Regions from separate parts of the Mus musculus genome. Here regions 2, 3 and 4 are each linked to region 1. A link is a contact called in public Hi-C and HiChIP or PLAC-seq data. All regions are on one chromosome and are shown on one strand. The core of a region is the stretch at or near the end of the contact, and the rest is flanking DNA. Distances in the headings are between cores, read along the strand shown. Region 1 holds the start of Sh3rf1 (SH3 domain containing ring finger 1). Region 2 has its middle 23 kb from the start of 5730405A17Rik. Region 3 overlaps Nek1 (NIMA (never in mitosis gene a)-related expressed kinase 1). Region 4 holds the start of 5730405A17Rik (a long non-coding RNA gene).

What was found. Hi-C and Micro-C count contacts between places; a contact is called where the count stands out from the background. HiChIP or PLAC-seq counts read pairs in DNA pulled down with a chosen protein or histone mark.
Region 2: a contact with region 1 is called in an H3K27ac HiChIP or PLAC-seq map of regulatory T cells, with 3 times the contacts expected there. The contact joins the enhancer-like site here to the promoter of Sh3rf1 in region 1. A contact is called at or near these places in 1 of 15 datasets of contacts at CTCF or cohesin (pro-B cells), 7 of 484 Hi-C or Micro-C datasets (CD4 T cells, the N1E-115 cell line, group 2 innate lymphoid cells and 3 more), 21 of 115 datasets of contacts at active chromatin or transcription factors (the 230-238 cell line, VIP interneurons, bone marrow-derived macrophages and 15 more) and 1 of 9 other capture datasets (liver).
Region 3: a contact with region 1 is called in a Hi-C map of lens fibers, with 2.6 times the contacts expected there. The contact joins the enhancer-like site here to the promoter of Sh3rf1 in region 1. A contact is called at or near these places in 10 of 484 Hi-C or Micro-C datasets (the AML12 cell line, the C2C12 cell line, the G1E-ER4 cell line and 6 more) and 3 of 115 datasets of contacts at active chromatin or transcription factors (bone marrow-derived macrophages, neural tube and stem cell-derived neural progenitor cells).
Region 4: an H3K27ac HiChIP or PLAC-seq map of embryonic stem cells shows a contact between it and region 1, with 6 read pairs. The contact joins the promoter of 5730405A17Rik here to the promoter of Sh3rf1 in region 1. A contact is called at or near these places in 1 of 15 datasets of contacts at CTCF or cohesin (large pre-B cells), 1 of 484 Hi-C or Micro-C datasets (the N1E-115 cell line), 16 of 115 datasets of contacts at active chromatin or transcription factors (CD8 T cells, bone marrow-derived macrophages, craniofacial prominence and 10 more) and 1 of 9 other capture datasets (liver).

Annotation. Positions count from the first base shown.
Region 1 is chr8:61,222,775-61,225,474 of GRCm38.p6, forward strand. It overlaps Sh3rf1 (SH3 domain containing ring finger 1), which reads left to right and starts at 1,397. Exons shown (of 12, transcript NM_021506.2): 1 at 1,397-1,572.
Region 2 is chr8:61,449,784-61,452,483 of GRCm38.p6, forward strand. It overlaps a transcript of Sh3rf1 not described here. Among named protein-coding and RNA genes, the nearest start is that of 5730405A17Rik, 23 kb to the left of the region's middle. Within about 2 kb of position 1,313, at least 109 of the 459 cell types and tissues checked have an H3K27ac peak or open chromatin away from gene starts, as enhancers often do. A contact at or near this core is called in the 230-238 cell line, bone marrow-derived macrophages, effector CD8 T cells and 6 more, where this site is marked.
Region 3 is chr8:61,059,088-61,061,787 of GRCm38.p6, forward strand. All of the region lies in intron 17 of Nek1 (NIMA (never in mitosis gene a)-related expressed kinase 1), which reads left to right. Among named protein-coding and RNA genes, the nearest start is that of Nek1, 67 kb to the left of the region's middle. Within about 2 kb of position 1,329, at least 7 of the 459 cell types and tissues checked have an H3K27ac peak or open chromatin away from gene starts, as enhancers often do. A contact at or near this core is called in the G1E-ER4 cell line, where this site is marked.
Region 4 is chr8:61,426,730-61,429,429 of GRCm38.p6, forward strand. It overlaps 5730405A17Rik (a long non-coding RNA gene), which reads right to left and starts at 1,399. Exons shown (of 4, transcript XR_001778559.2): 1 at 999-1,399. It also overlaps a transcript of Sh3rf1 not described here.

The DNA of each region.
Region 1 (2,700 bases), core at 147-2,646:
TAGTTAACTATTTTTCTCCTCATTCTCTTCATCCATTTTTTTCCCCTTGCCTTTTTCAGCTCAATATAAACACATACTTGTTCTCCCTCTAACGGGAAAGGAAGTGGGCAATTATTTTTGGTATTCATACAGTCTAAGTCTCAGCATATTAATCTCTTTAGAACAAAGCTGGGAAGGATGACATAGAGAGCTGCTGTGAGGATGGAATTAATACGTTTAAGAGTTTAGTACGGTGCCTGGCTTAAAATGACTGATGATTGCTACTTGCTATAATTTTATTTTCTTAACTTGAATGATACTCACTTATCTATTTATTATTATGACTTAGCTGTGGCTCTGGTTGGAGATGAACTGATAACCCGAGATTCCTTTTCAATTCCTTATCAGCTTGGTTGGTGGCCTGGCAAGAATTTCATACACGATCTCTCTTGTGAAGTTACTTTTGGTAAACTGACAGTAAGTATAAATGAATCACACTCTTTGACAACATTTAACGCGTCTCTGAAATAAGTTTGACAAACAAGCCTACACACACACACACACACACACCCTTGGACACCCCTTTTTGCAAGCCCACATTTCAGAGAATACAGGTGTGTGCCCGGGGCAACAGAAACAGATTACAGAGATGATGATGATGGCTGCCTCCAAGGCGCAGATAAAAGAGGTATCCCCTAGCCAGCTTCAAGGCGCCGGCCCACCTGGGTCAGACTTTGAATTCACCCCATTTTAGGCAGGTAGGAAGAACCTCCCCAAGACTGGCTTTAATCTCCCACCTGTTTTTCTAGTTTTTTTTTTTTTCTTTTCCCTTTCTCATTCTGAATTTTAGGATCCGCATTTCTCCAAACTTGCTTGGATTTGTCTCCCTTGGCTGCTGCAGTGGGGGCTGATTGCTGGGTGGAAGAGGCGGGCCCCGGGATCCATAGGGTGGTCACTAACCCGGACTCCAGAACTAAGGGGTCTCACTTTGCTCTCTCTATATCCACCCAGGCAGTGTGCACGCCCAGCAAAGCGCGATCGGTTCCCGCCAGAGCCACTCCCTTCCCAGGCCACCGGGAAGAGTCGGTCTCCAGGCACCGGCCAGGCGGAGCCGGAGGCCGGCAGGGCGCCCTTGCCCCAGCCTCTTCCTGGTCCCTCGGCGCCACTCCCACCGCCCTCCTCCTGGGTAGCCCAAATTTGCTCGGGGTGCACGTCCTCGGGGCGTGAAGGCGCGGGTCCCCGAGCCTTCCTCCCGCTAAGTGCGTCCCCGAAGCTGCCGCCCGCTGGGGGCTCCAGCGCGGGTCCCCGAGCGGCGGGCGGCGCTGTGGTGCGTCCCTCCGGTCCCCGGGCGCCCGCTGCGCGCTGCCTCCGCCTCCTCCTCCTCCTTGGCGGCGTCGCGTTCCCCCGCCCTCCTTGCTGGGCGGGTGGGAGGCGGCGGCGGCGGCGTGCTGTGCGAGCGCGCGCGAGGGGGGCGGCCGTGAGGAGGCTCCCGGTGCCACCGCGGCGGCCGAGCCACACGGGCAGCGGGCTCGGCGGGGCTGCATCTACCAGCGCTGCGGGGCCGCGAACAAAGGCGAGCAGCGGAGGCGCGAGGTAGGGTGCGCGGCGAGTCGGAGACGCCGGGCGCGGGGTGGTGGCCGGTGGTCGCCCGCATCCCAGTGGTGCGCGCGGGTCGGTCCCCGCGCTTCCCCTTTGGGTCTCCGGGACCTGCCGGGAACGAGCCCCGCGGCCTCTCTCGTCTCTTCCGAAGCCTCTGCCGGGCCTTGGGGCCGCTCTCTCCCCGGACACAGCCGGGTCCCTTCTGCCTCTGGGGTGGCAGTCTCCGGGGACTGTCGCTGAGCTCATCCCCGCGGGGTCGCTAGTCTGCTTCCCGCCGCACTCAGTGGCGCTGACTTTGGCCAACTTAAGGCTGCATCTTTATTTTTCTTTAAGTCCTTGAAAACTTCCACCGATCGGTGTTGGGCAATTTTTTTTTTGTCCTGGATTTGACCTAAAGGGAGGCTGAGAGGAGGCAGCTGGGTGAGATTCCCTGTTTCTGGAGCTACCCGGCCGCAGCCTCAGCTCCTAGGACCATCTCTGTCCCCGGCTGGCGACACCTGGCTCTGGGGTGTGTTTGTGGCGAGCACCACGCCAAGGGGTTGGGGGCTACCTGTGCCCCACCGTGGGAAGAGGGGCGTACCCTGGCTCTCCCCAGAACCGACTAGTCAGGAACAGCTGTTAATGTAGCCTCCAAATCCTTTCACCCCCTCCCCACCTAGGCATCTACATTGGTTGGGGTGGTGGTGGTGGTGGGGACAGCGATGCACCAACTGGCTTCAAATACTCTTTCTCCTGAGGGGGCCGTTTTTCAGATGTACCCAGAGTTTTAAGCCTAGCATTCATTCCATCGTCGAATTTTGGTGAACATTTTACTAGATTTTTCTGAATGGGATTAAGACAAGCGGTTCAGAAATCTGTTTCAGAGTTTGTCAGCCATGCCGGAAAGGGTGATTTTTCTTGTAGCTATTTTCAAGCAGGTTTTGGCTATATCTTTTAGAATTGCCGACCATCAGCTCTGGGGGGTGGGGGGTGGGGGGCCTTAGATAAGATTAAGCTGTCTGTTCTCAGACAGGGAAGACACATATGTATTTAATATTGGGATCATTCACCCAGGGCAAGGCTTCTTAAATGATAACGGTGGCTTAAAAATTGGGAAGGTCGTTGGACTTAAAAGTATTGTTT
Region 2 (2,700 bases), core at 63-2,562, 230 kb after region 1:
GAGGAAGTGGTTCCTCCTTTCCTAGCCCTGAGGAGGAGCTGAGATTCCCATGTTGGCTAGACGAAGGTCTTCTGAGGCCAAAGTGGGGACTGCCTCATATAGGATACAAGATGAATGAAGCAGTAAAGGTTACCCACTCACCACTACCACCACCACCACCACCACCACCACCAAAGAAGCAGTAGAGGCTACCCCTTCACCACCACCACCACCAATGAAGCAGTAGAGGCTACCCCTTCCCCACCACCACCACTGGCTGGTTTACAACCACATGCTTCTAAATACAAACTCTTTTTAAAAAGAGAAAAGAAACCGACGTTTCAGGGAGCACGTTTATTTATAGTGCAATCAGCAGATCCCCTGGTCCTTCATATACTTATTTTTGTAGAGCTGGGGGCGGAACCCAGGTCCTTTCATGTGTCATGCAGGCATTTGAGCAGTAAACTATAGCCCCAGTCTGAGCAATTAATCCTTGTGAACCTTTTCGAACGCTGAGCAGAACTTCTGGCTTTAGCTACAAAATTCTGATTCAAAAGATACATGTGAAGTACCGGTTTTAGGGTTCTGTTTAAATCGAGAGTGGTTTAAAGATCTGTGAAGCTGGAACACACAGAGGCATAGTGGGTATGTGGAGAATGAAGGGTCAGCAGGAATTGCTAAGCTAAGCAGGACACGGTAGTGCAACATCTGCAATTGCTGGACTCCAGGAACAGAGGCCGAAGGATCGTGAGCTGAGACCAGCCTGAGTTACAAAGTGTGATGGTTTATATATGCTCGGCCCAGGGAGTGGCACTAGAAGGAGTGGCTCTGTTGGAGTAGGTGTGTCACTGTGGGCATGGGCTTTGAAACCCTTATCCTAGCTGCCTGGAAGCCAGTATTCTGCTAGCAGCCTTCAGATGAAGATGTAGAACCCTTAAGTCCTCCTGCATCACGCCTGCCTGGATGCGGCCATGTTCCTGCCTTGATGATATTGGACTGAACCTGTAAGCTAGCCCCAATCAAATGTTGTCCTTATAAGAGTTGCCTTGGTCATGGTGTCTGTTCACAGCAGCAAAACCCTAAGACACACAACAAACTGCTTTTTCAAAATAGCCAAGCACTGGGGATGTAGCTCTGTGGTATAGCACTAGTTAAACACGAACAAGGTTTGATCTCCAGCGGCACACGAGTAAGCTAGGATGAAGGAAGAGAAAGTGAGGAAATACCAAAAATCCCTCAGCATAAGAGAGACTCAACATCTCTGTGACAGAGGGTTTAGGTTGTGCATAGTTCAAATCGAAAGAGAGCTTGCTAAAGGCAGTGCAGTTTCATTTAAGAACTAAGAGATACGTCTGTGGTTTCGGTTTTGTTTTCTGTTCAGTTATGATCTATAGTCAGCTCCTACAGAGCTCCTACAAACCAAGGATTAGACCTGGGTGCTGTGAACCTGGCTTGCAGCGTCCCTTGTGTCCTTTTATAGGGGAAAATACCCCTTCCGGGTCCCCAGAGATATCTGCAGGAACCACTTACAGAAACCACAGTAGGGACAAGCCCCTGGGAAGCTTTCACCTTGGTAGCTGAACGTAAATGCAGTCCCAAGCAGAGTTGGGGATGCTCAGATGCCATGCATTTGAGAGGACTGAGTGAGACCTGGAGGTAGGTAGAGTCATGTCCTTTCAGCTCCTTATCAGAGGGAGAGGGGGGAGTAGGTCCCAGACTTGAGTCAGGCAGGAAGCAGTATTTTGGAACTTCTGTCATTTCCAAGAAAATGTGTCAACCTGCCCCCCCCCCCCCCAACTACCAAAACCACCACCAAGGCGGTTGATGACAGCTAATATTCTGAAGATTACTTTAGGAATGTACCTGTGTGCTTCACTCGAGCTGGTGAAGTGACTCAGAAAGCACAAGCGGTGCCAAGCAGCTTCCGAATGACACTTTTGCTTCTGATAACTTTCTAGAAAAATTAAATGTTCTGTGAAGGATAAATTGCTGTTTGATGCGAATTGTCTTGTTAAAAAGCCATTTCTCCTCCCCAGCAACCTACTTCCTATGTCATTAAGCCAGCTGATTGGCTATGTCTAGACAATCATGATGGTGATTTACTACCTTTATGTGTGGTCGATGCTGGGGGGAGGGGGTCCAGGGTGGGGGAAGGGCAGGCGCATTCCCCATCTCTGGTGTCTCTTGGAGAGTTGATGATCAAGTCCCCAGCCGTGGCATTAAACACAGCAATAGAACACGGAGGCACAGTGAAGCATTTCCACCGCAGGTTATGAGCTGAGATATAAAATAAGATTTATTTGCAACAATCTGATAGAGAAAATTGAGTCCTGGGAATTGATGTCCTACAAAGGCTTTCTCATCACCCAGGGAGTGACTATGGATGTGAGTCACACTGTGAGAGGAAAGAGCTGGTGGTGGCAAAGACATAAAACTGGAGCGTTGACATTTGCTGCAGCCACTCTTAAAGATAAAGGAATTGACCAGTTTGTGCAATGTGAAATATGCTCACAATTACAGCCTTTTCTGATCCAGGCTCTGCTCGCAGCTGGATACCTTGGGCTTTTAAATTGATGCTATCATTCAACCTTTCTTTCTTTTTTTAATGCACTTCTTCTGCAAATGTGGTACCAAATAAACAACCATCTCCCCAAAATATCAGGCTCCTAGTCCCGAAAGGTTTAATCCTAGGAAATAATTTCAAATAAATGGGACGTGGCA
Region 3 (2,700 bases), core at 79-2,578, 160 kb before region 1:
CCTTTCCCAATCTGTTGGTGGCCTTTTTGTCTTACTGCCAGTAGCAATCTACACATTCAATACAATTCCCATCAAAATTCCAGCTCAATTCTTCACTGAGATAAAAAAGGACAATTTGCAAATTTATCTGGAATAATAAAAAAACCTAGGATAGCAAAAAGTATTCTCAACAATAAAAGAACCAACTTTGCTTTTTATTGACTCACTAAATCCATCTAGCATTGCCCCTATGTGCCCATGTGGGGCCCTCTAGTGGAGCATGGGAAACCTAGCTTCAATAAAGAGTCTCTTCACCTGCCAATAGTTCCTCACCAAGGGGTAGAGTAGGGCCTGGAGAGATCATTTATGCCTACATGATTTTACAAAGGTATTGTGTGGGTAGCCACAGCTGCTGTGAGTTCATGAATTCTACAGCCATGTCAATCCACAGCAGAGGCTAACCACCTCTCTATTGCTGCAACCCTTTAATACAGTTCCTCATACAAGTATTTCTGTTGCTACTTCATAACTGTAATTCTGCTGTTATGAGTCAGAATATAATATCTGTGTTTTCCAATGGTCTTAAGTGACCCCATTGAAAGGGCCATTGTACCCACAAAGGGGGTCCCAACCCACATATTGGGAACTGCTGTTCTAGAAGACAGATGTCACAGCGCTTTTCCCGTCCTGACTCATTCTTTCCACTGCCTCTTCTATGATGTTCCCTGAGCCTGTGACCTGTTGTTGTTGTTGTTTAAAGATTTATTTATTTATTTACTTATTATATGTAAGTACACTGTAGCTGTCTTTAGACATCTCAGAAGAGGGCATCAGATCTCATTAGGGATGGTTGTAAGTCATCATGTGGTTGCTGGGATTTGAACTCACGACCTTCGGAAGAGCAGTCAGCACTCTTAACCGCTGAGCCATCTCTCCAGCCCCCTATTCTTATTTTTAATTAACTGAATTTTAATTAAAATTTTCTATTTATTTTTTTCAAAACAGGGTTTCCTCTGTGTAGCTCTGGCTGTCCTGGAACTTACTATGTAGGTTAAGCTGGCCTCGACCTCACAGAGCTTGGCCTGCCGAGTGCTGGAATCAAAGGCAGGCGCCACTATTACCCAGCTATAAAATATATTTTGATGACGGTTTTCTCCTCACCACCTTCTTCACCTCCCTACCCATCCAGTTGTAGATGTTTCTCTCTCTTTCAAAAAACCAAAAACACTTCTTTCATAAAGGTTCTGCTCTGTGAAGAAGCAGACATTTGAAGGATTTGTTTAACTTACATGTTCCCTTGTTTCTTCCCCATTGTTCTGTGGGGATTCTGCTCTGTCATCTTCTCTCACTGTTGATAATGGGGCGGTGTTTTTTGGATCATACTCCCCTTTAAGCAGCTGTTTCTCTTTTCTGATAATTCCTAGGACTGCTGTTTTATCCCTGAGGCTCTGAGATGTAACCTGATTATCATTCACTTGTCAAGTCTTGTTTTTTCCTTGGCAGGATACCGGTTCTCACTGGTGTGTGGAGATCTCAGTAGAGGTGTTTACCTTCAGTTCTCAGAATATTCTCAACTGACGATCACCCTAAATACTGTTTCTTTAAATGCTTATCTTTCCAGGAAAACTGCTGTCACCCGAGAGTGTAGCCTGCGCATGTAATACCTTCCTTCCGTCCTTCTGTTCTGTCCTCCCCTCATTTCTGCTGCGCTCCTCCAGGCTTCTTGATTTTCCAGCTCACTGATAGACTTAGCTCGAAGCTCAGCTAGTCAGTTTGTTTTTACTTCAAAACTTGTGTTTATATGCTTGTGAATTCTAACTTGTTTTCCCTTCCAGCTTCTTTATTCCCTTCTCATTTTCCTGCTACAGTCTCATTCTTCGTGCATGACTCGCTGTATGTTACATTGTCTAGAATGCTCCTTTGCCAATGAAAATCCATCCTTTCTAATTCATTTTACTCAAATTTTAAGGACACAGGCAGAACGCAGCCAGATTTTTTGCCAAACATAGAATGATTGCCTTCTAGCCTACTTCCTACTGAAATCCTTATTCACTTCACCTCCTGACACTTCAGGAGCCTGGCCTTTCCTCTCTGAGTTTCTCCCAGCCTTCTGCTGTTCCGTACTCCTGCCTGCATTTTTCAACTATCACTGTTCATAGCCTTCTGGGGCTTCTTGAGCCCACAGCTACAACTCATTCATGTTCTTCCGATAACCTATTCTGAAAGCCATGCCAAGTGAAACACCATGGCCAAGTTTATCAATGCAACCATCCCATCTCTGACACTAGTTTTCTGTATATTTTTCTGTTCATTGTGACCAAATACCTGATGAGATTAATTTTCAAGGAGTAGAGATACACTTTGGCTTACTGTTTCAGATGACATAGTATGTCCTGGTGAGAAAGGCTTGTGACGGTTGCTTTTTAGATTTTGTCAGCATGAAGCAGACAGTGAGCTGAGCAATGGTTTTTTTTTTTTTTAAGGAGTATTATGTTTTTCCAAGATAAATCTATTAATTCAAAACTCCTTCATTTTCTTACTACCTAGGTGTATATGTATAAAACCACCTTAGAAATATGATTGTGAATGTTTGTAGGTTTCATTATGTTTGGGTAGATCTATCATGTATTATATTTGTAGAACAAAGCTATTTTCATGCAATTTGGGAAGAGTAGGAATTTGTAATCAGGTGTTAGATAAGAATATGTATACTAGTATATT
Region 4 (2,700 bases), core at 149-2,648, 200 kb after region 1:
ACAGATCCTGTTCCAGGGCCCGGGGATATCGCAGAGAATACCTAGAGAAACCCTTGTCCTTACTGAGCATGCACTCTGATAGAAGAGGATCAGAAACAAGAGGGAAGGAAAGGAGGGCTGTTGAAAAGTAGAGAAGCTGGCGTTGATCAGGGAGATGGGGGTGGGGGTGGGGGAGGAAATGAGTGGGTGTGGTCGAGTAGAAAAGCCAGAGTTGCCTAAAGAGGTGGGGGAGGGCTGGAGAGATGGTTTAGCAGTTAAGAGCACTGACTGCTCTTCCAAAGGTCCTGAGTTCAATTCCCAACAACCACATGGTGGCTCACAACCATCTGTAATGGAATCCGATGCCCTCTTCTGGTGTGACTGAAGACAGCTACAGTGTACTCATATAAATAAAAAAATAAATTAATTTTTAAAATTAAAAAAACAAAAAAGGAGGTGGGGGAAAGGTCGCCCATTTGGAAAAGTGCCCGCCATGCAAACCCGAAGACCTGAGCTCAGATTCCAAGAACCCATGCAAAAAAACAGGCACAGAGGTTCACATCTGCAACCTCAGCCTGTGGGCGGGGCTTCAAGACAGGTCAGAAGTATTTTGTGATGGTCACTCTTGACAATTACCTTGCTGGGATTTAGGGTCTCCAAGGAAATGCATCTCTCAGTATCTGTGATGAAACATCACAGATGGACATATGGATGATGTCTGACTAAGGAGGAAAGACTCACCGTGAGTCTGCTGAAGACTGTCCCGTGGACTAACTGGAGGAGTGCATGGAATAGAAGAGGAGGAGAGCAAGCTGAGCACCAGCGTTCACTTCTCTCGCCCTCTGGACTGCGGATGCGGTATAACCAACTCTCACCCTTGCACCACAATACCTTTCCTTCCCATGGTGAACCCTATCATTTCTTTATCCATTTTAAATTGTTAGCCAGAATAAACACTTCTTCATTTGCACTGCTTCTTGTCAGGTCACAACAATGAGAAAACTAATATATATACTTACAGAGACTGAGGAAGGAAAACTTGAAAGGAATAAACGAGAGGATGTTTGAGAAAGCTCCTGGCACAGTCCAGGGCCAAGGAAGCTCAGGTCAGCTCCATGATGGTTACAATCTCCTACATTCCAGCAGCAGCAGGGGTGGCGGAGTTGGGGGAAGGGAGATGAAGGTTGTGACACCCTCCCTCTGGAGGGAGGCTGAACCTTGTTCACTGCCGTTGCTGAACTGTTTGCTTGAATGCATGAGAGAAAGAGAGACGCTATAATCAGTCACAGAAACTGCTCCAACCAAACAGCTTCTCTTTCTTCTTCTCTTCCAAGGAACAGATCCTGGCCAAGAAACCCTTGCAATTGGTGGAGTGTTGTATGCTTCACCCTCTGGCCAACTGTTAACACACTGTGGCTCTGCTCCAAGTGTGGCGCACCTGCCGCAGAATCTGCAAGGACACTGGCAGAATAGAGATATCTGGACTCTTTCCCAGCCCCTCTCATTCTGAATTTCTAGTAGGGGAGAGACTGGGATCATTCTGTAACAGACTCGTTCACCTGAGTTTTTAGATTTAGGCACTACTGACACTAAAGAAGATGCCCTCTAATTGACGTTTTCCCTAAGAGTCAGATAATTCCTGGCCATGATTTGGTGAATTACAACCACTCTGAAATTTTATGATAATGTGTGCTCATCACCTCATCAAAGTGCTCCAGTTGACTTAGACCCCAGCTGGTTCAGATCGCCACACGCATTGTCAGGTGAGTGTTTCAGCCAAAGGCCTTCTGCCAAATACCACTCACTTGAACTTGTTTGCAGCTTTAAGCAGTCTGAGGGAACACATTCATGCTGGTCCCCTTCTTACTCTATGGGCTTCCAAACAATGAGTACAATTCCATCCAACATTCTCAAGAAGTAGGGCAGCACACATGTTCAGGATACTGATGCAAGGAACTCTGTTTCTTTGCACAGTTTCAAGTAGGACTAAACTCCACATGCTGCCTTTTGGCAATATTCTTTTCAAGCCTTTACAGCCTGTGTTCCCATGCTACTAAAATGCCAGCTCCGTGGGGGCAGTGTTAGTGTCTTCCACCATTTTCTCCCCAGAGCCTAGAAGAGGGTCAAACACACAGTAGTCATTCTTGATAAATGGATAAATGGATAAATCCATTCCACTTCCTGAAACAAAGAGCCAAATTTGCACGCATCTCCATCTGTGGAGCATCACTGTTTCCTGTAGTTTACTTCTGCATTCTTCGGCCCACCAGTTAACTACCCCCTATATAAATCTGTGCAGTCTTCACTTTACATATAACTTTCTGGTGACCCCATAAAAAATTGGCAGAAATTCTCGGAAAGGATGATATTGTAATTGGTCTTGTGGGGGAATCCATGGAGGGATAAATTTCACATTATTCATGTTTCCAGATGGGCCTTAGTCCCCAGGGCAGTCATTCCAGAACTTTTTCTCAGCATTAACTTTACTCCAAGAAATATAAATACTGATTTAGGGCTTGATGGCCCCCACAAAGGGCTCCCCTGTCTTAGTGCAGGGTGGGAAAGAGGGTGGAAAAAAACGCAGCTGGGAAGTAGGGTGGTAGCCTGGGGTCCACAGAGAGGGCCCTGTGTGTGAGCAAGAGATTGGTCTGCAGGGTTTCTCTAGAGGATGAGACCCAAGGGTGGGAGGTGGTGGAAGGGGCAGAGAACTAGCTAGATGTA